2 separate regions of the Mus musculus genome follow, and region 1 is linked to region 2. A link is a contact called in public ChIA-PET data. All regions are on one chromosome and are shown on one strand. The core of a region is the stretch at or near the end of the contact, and the rest is flanking DNA. Distances in the headings are between cores, read along the strand shown. Region 1 overlaps Lmntd1 (lamin tail domain containing 1). Region 2 has its middle 7.5 kb from the start of Gm38926.

Evidence for each region. ChIA-PET counts read pairs in DNA pulled down with a chosen protein or histone mark.
Region 1: an RNA polymerase II ChIA-PET map of memory CD8 T cells shows a contact between it and region 2, with 205 read pairs. The contact joins two enhancer-like sites. A contact is called at or near these places in 1 of 15 datasets of contacts at CTCF or cohesin (pro-B cells), 18 of 484 Hi-C or Micro-C datasets (8-cell embryo, B cells, CD8 T cells and 13 more) and 3 of 115 datasets of contacts at active chromatin or transcription factors (effector CD8 T cells, embryonic stem cells and memory CD8 T cells).

What each region holds. Positions count from the first base shown.
Region 1 is chr6:145,416,140-145,418,839 of GRCm38.p6, reverse strand. Lmntd1 (lamin tail domain containing 1) reads left to right here. Exons shown (of 10, transcript NM_028742.2): 7 at 1,321-1,440. Among named protein-coding and RNA genes, the nearest start is that of Lmntd1, 17 kb to the left of the region's middle. Within about 2 kb of position 1,334, at least 25 of the 459 cell types and tissues checked have an H3K27ac peak or open chromatin away from gene starts, as enhancers often do. A contact at or near this core is called in CD8 T cells, Th2 cells, effector CD8 T cells and 1 more, where this site is marked.
Region 2 is chr6:145,339,556-145,342,255 of GRCm38.p6, reverse strand. No RefSeq gene overlaps it. Among named protein-coding and RNA genes, the nearest start is that of Gm38926, 7.5 kb to the left of the region's middle. Within about 2 kb of position 1,400, at least 422 of the 459 cell types and tissues checked have an H3K27ac peak or open chromatin away from gene starts, as enhancers often do. A contact at or near this core is called in CD8 T cells, Th2 cells, effector CD8 T cells and 1 more, where this site is marked.

The sequences.
Region 1 (2,700 bases), core at 85-2,584, 77 kb before region 2:
TTATTAATGCATTGGGAACACTATCAGCCAGGAGTGTCAGGAGCTAGGGAAACTTTAAGCCAGGACCACAGGGCTGCCTTGAACAGAAAAACATCACAAGCAGGGAATACCGTGAGGGAACATGGTGAGCTGGGGGTAGCAGGAGCTGGGAGCACTGGGAGCTGGGAGCACTGGGAGCTGGGAGCACTGGGAGCCAGGAACACTGGGAGCCGGGAACACTGGGAGCCGTGAACGCTGGGAACTGGGAACAGTGAGCTGGGAACACTGAGAGCTGGGAGCACTAAGAGCTGGGAGCACTGGGAGCTGGAAGCACTGAGAGCTGGGATCACGGGGAGCTGGGAGCACTGGGAGCTGGGAACACTGGGAGCTGGGGACACTGAGAGAGGAGCACTATGTGCTGGGAGCACAGATGAGAGCATTGTGAACTGGGAGCACTGAGAGCTGGGAACACTGGGAGCTGGGAACACTGGGAGCCAGTAATAATGTCAGAGCTGGGTTCCTATAGGGAATGCTGCCTCTACTGTCAGCCTGTGGCTTGGCACAAGTGGCCTCGTGGATACTTGATCTTTGTACTAAATGTGATTTTGTGGTTTGTAGTGTCGTGGATGGATGCCTGTACTTTGCTCTCCACAGCTTTCTTCCGTGTAGTAAGCAATCATATTCTGGCTTGTCCTTCAAAGTGAAAATCCTAAGTCTGAAAATGGATTCTTAAAAGAGAAGTAAAGAGCTGGTCATCTCAGAGAGCAGGCACTAAGGGGGTTCTCCCTGACACCCCCCATCTGTGACCCTCTGAACCTTGATGTCTGGTCTGTAGCCATGTGCTGCAAGAGTATGTGTGTGCTTGTTTTACATGACACTGAGATAAGATCTCTACAAAATTACTTTAGAAAACCACAAAATCAAGCTACAAAAACAAGCAAAGCAAAACAAAAAACCTCAAAGGTACGACCTAGTGTTTTGAATAAGCCTACAGTGTGCATTTATATCTATCCTGGATCCGCTTGCGGACCACAAGCCAGGGCTGGGTGGTTGTTTAAACCGTGTTCGGTCACTGTTTAGCATTACATTATATTTTAAAACAACCTAGAAGCTCAGATGCCTATATAGTCCCAGGTCCTCAGGAGGCTAAAGCTGAGGCACAGAAATGATGTGAACGTAGGAATTCTAGCCAAGACCAGGCAAATGCAGGGAGAGCCTTCCCACCTTTAATGACAACGAAAACCCTATCTGTTCAGAAAGATTAATAACAATAGCACCGTCGGATGTGGCTCTGGGTGGAACCGCAGTAGCACTTGTCAGCAACAAACTGCTTTCTCTAAGGTGTGGGCAGCAGCTTCGGAAGCAAAGCCACAGCCACCAACGGACTTTGTTTGGGAGGAACAGAGCAAGTTCCGATCCAGTCCGGACTGCACGACCATCTTGTGCAAGCCCAATGGTGAGGTGAGTGTCAGAGTTTTCAACACTCGATGCTGGAGTAGCCGGCCACTGTTCCCTTCGGCCCTTGGTCCTGCTCACATTCTGCACAGCACATCTAGAGTCACCCCCAAATGCCCCCAGCTAGTGCCTCAGGCAGACCAACACCCCTCTCTCCCAGTGTGTGCCCAGCAGCAGTCAGGGTGTCCCGAGTTTCTGATCAACAGCTGTCTCCTATCCCTCCCCAGTGTGCCCCCTTCTGGCCATTTGGAGTTATGGCACCCTGAGCTTCCGAAGGCTGCAGCAGATTCAGAGTCAGGGGTGGGCTTTATTTGCGATCCTGACTGGAAGTGTGAGATAAGGAAGGTACTGCACATGGCCTTCTCTGCTCAGCTATTCATCCCAACAATGTTTCTTGGGAGTCTTGCCTTTGCCTATGCTCTAGGCTGAACTATGCACAAGGAACACAACACAAAGACTTGATCTCTGCGCCCAGGGGGGTGCACAAGCTAATGGAAGGGCTTATACTCTTAATTTGAAATAACTATCTTCTATGCGGAATAAAATGAGATACTTTAGAAATAATTTTCTGGGATTCTTTCCCCATGCTTGGCAGTCTCATGCTTTCGTTGGTATAAAACTAGCATAATTATAATTTATTCTTTAATTCTTATCCCTAGACAAATTTGCTACGCCACAAAACCATTAACACCCCCCCCCATAATATGTGGACTAGAGTATGAATTTCTTTCTTACTTCATTATACAATGATATTCGGTAACTACCTGTTGAACAGGCTAGAGTAAAATTTTAAAAGATTTTATTTTCTGTATATGTTGTAGGGTGTGTGTATGTATTATGTGGCATATGTGTGTGAGTGTTCACAGCATGGGGTTGTGTGTGTGCAGTGTATGTGTGTGTGTATGTGTCTGAGTGTGTAGAGAATGTGTGTATGTGTGCAGTGTGGGGCATATGTGTGCCTCCTGTGTGTGCATGAGAAAGAATATATGTGCGTGCATATGAGAGAGTGTGTGTGTGCAGTGTGGGGTGTATGTATGTGTGTGAATGTATGCAGTAGTATGTGTGAGAGCATGTGTGTGTGAGGATGCATGCAGTGTAGTGTGTGTGTGTATGAATGTTTATAGCATAGCATGTGTGTGAGCGTGTGTGTGTGTGTGTGTGTGTGTGTGTGTGTGTGTCCTCAGAGTAAAGAAGGGAGTTCAGAATCTCAAGAGTTGGAATTGCAGGCTGTTGTGAGCCACTCACGTGGGTGCTGGGAACCGAAGC
Region 2 (2,700 bases), core at 151-2,650:
CTCTTGCTTTAATTTAATCAGGGTTAGTTATAAGGTTTTTAAAAATGGCTTTTATTGGCATGTGTGGGTTAAAAACATAAAGCAACATTCACAATTGTATGATTTCATTTACTTGAGAGTAACCAAAAAAATGGCATCTGTGATTTCACCTAACAGCATCCTGAAGCTCTGGCAGCTCGCCCTGAGAGTCCTGATACCAGCCTGCCCCATCTTTGTCTATGGGTATCTGTGATGGTGAAGCATTTGCCAGCAGAGGGAGCTCTTTTGCTAGAATCCAAAGCGCTTACTTGTCTCTCTGTCTCTGTCTCTCTCTCTTAGGAAAAAAAAAAAAAAACTGCAAACTACGAAGCAGTCCGCTTTGAGGCATTGTCTTCACTGTTACATGAAGTCGCTGAATGAGCTCTGGGTTATTTAGGACTACACAGATGTCACGGGAGAACGTCGATTAATATAATTTAGTAAGATGTTTGTGGCTTGTGCTTTTTGTCTGACTACTTCGCACAACCTGACAGACCCTCCTGGATGTGCCGCGCCTGCTTTCAGGACCTGGCTTTTTAACCCCCGGCTGGAGGGAGACACTGTTTTTTGCTTTTTAAATTCGGCTTGGGTGTTTGTTTGCAAATAGGATCTCACTACGTGGCTTTCAATCCTCCTGCCTCAGCTCCACCGCACCCGGATGCAGTTTAAATTTGGTTCTAAACCGGGAGACATCGTAAGTCCTGCATCTCCGAGCCCTGCTGGCTTTCTTCTCCAGCTCGCTGCGTCTTACAGCGACCACAGCACGCAGTCTGTTTTGAGCATCGGAGTGGCCAGTCATCTCACAGAACCGTGGCGGGTCAGCTCTCACGTGGTTTAAATTTAGCCGCTAGGAGCCACCCGCAGCATCTGCTCCCGGGTCTCCTTGAAAACTTTTCGTAGAAAGCAAAAAGATCCAGTGTCAATCGGCGGGCAGAGCTGATGTTCCCTGAAGGCGAAGGACGTCCTACTGGACCACCACCTGCCCCATTTTATTTCATTAAAAATATATGCATGTGTATATATGTGTATGTATGTATATGTATATATATGTGTGTGTGTATACACACACACATACATATGTGTATGTGTGTATATATATTCATATATATGTATATATGTATAGTTTTCTCTCCACATTTTTACATAGCCCAGGCCAGCCTGGAACTCAAGGCAATCCTCCTGTCTCAGCCTCTGCGAGGCAGGGATGACGGACACATGCCAACCCACCCCGCCCTACTTCAGACCTGGCGGTCGGCAGGTCCGGCGACTCCGCCCACTGTCTTGCCGGGGAGGGGCAGGCGCGCTCCCGTCCAGGTCGCGGCACGGTTGTGTCAGCCCCTATGCAAATGAGATACCCAGAGCGGCCAATCGGAAGCCGGCGGGGCGGTGACGTGCTCTCAGAGCCCGGTGGTATTTATAGCTCGTATTTAAAGAGCCCTGGGGAGTCTCCCGCTCGCTGGGCGGCGGCGCGGAGCTGCGCGGTGGCGGGTGTCGAGGGGGGGAGGGGGCTGGGCCCGGACGGAGAGTGCAGAGTGCAATGGTCTCGCCCCGCTCCTAATGGTCCTTGCCTGGGCTCCTGGACAGAGGGAGAGCTCTGTCACTTGAACAATTAATGTTTCTTCCTTTCCCTTTTCTTCCTTCCTTCCTTTCTCTTTTTTTTAGCTCTTTGGACAGAATCTAACTCTAACCTAAGCTGAACTGTAGACCACTGTATAACACAAGCTGGTCTGTCCACGAACTCTCAGCGAAACTCCTGCCTCAAGTCTGAGTTTGCAGACCGATGTTGCAGTCGTGCACCATCGCGCCCAGCTTGACTATACATACGAATTTACACATATATATGTATATTATATACTTTAAATCATTTTTTAAGCTAGGGATTTGGACTCTCAAGCAAGAGCAGAAGATTCACTCCGACCCCACCCCAAGCCTCAGTCGGAGTCACCACCAGTAGTGGGGTTTCCTGGTACTTGCTGCTTGGAAGCCGTCTTCCTGGAGGGGGGGGGAGGGGAAGACAATACGAGCTGGAAAGCCAAGAGTCGTGGGATTAGGGGGCGGGGCAGTTGGCTAGGTGACAGTGTGATCATGGAAAATAAGATGCAAGATAGTGGCGGTGATCATCCCGTTTCAGTCGACTGATCGCCAGACTCTGCAGTGCGAAAGCAGGAAGCGCATGACATCAGAGGACGGAGGAGCCCTGAATAGGACCCGGTGTCTGCAAAGCTGGCTGGCTTCCTCTCTCCTCCTCCCCTATACCTCTATCTTATAGCAGAATTTGGTCTTGACGGTGAGCTCAGGCACTGGGTGCTGCCCTAGGGAGACACTGACCAAGTTTAGTATGCCTGGGTGCCTGTTCACCTGAGTGTATAATGACACAGACCTCAGATTCGTTTAAGGACAATCAGGCTGTTAGATGGGTTTGTAGAAAGGAGCTAACCTAAAGTGCTATGATTACCACCCTAACCTAACGAACAGATGGCGAATGGGGAGACCCTCACTAGTATGCAGGACACAAAGGCTTCTCAGCTACCTCCACAAATACAGTTCTCAGTAAGCCAAGATTGGGTTGTTACCCACCAAAGGGTCTGGGGTGTGCCTGGTCCCTTCTTGTTTTTTTGTTTGTTTGACTGTCTGTCTGTTTGGTTTTTGTTGTTGTTGTTGTTATTGTTCTTCCTTAGAAAG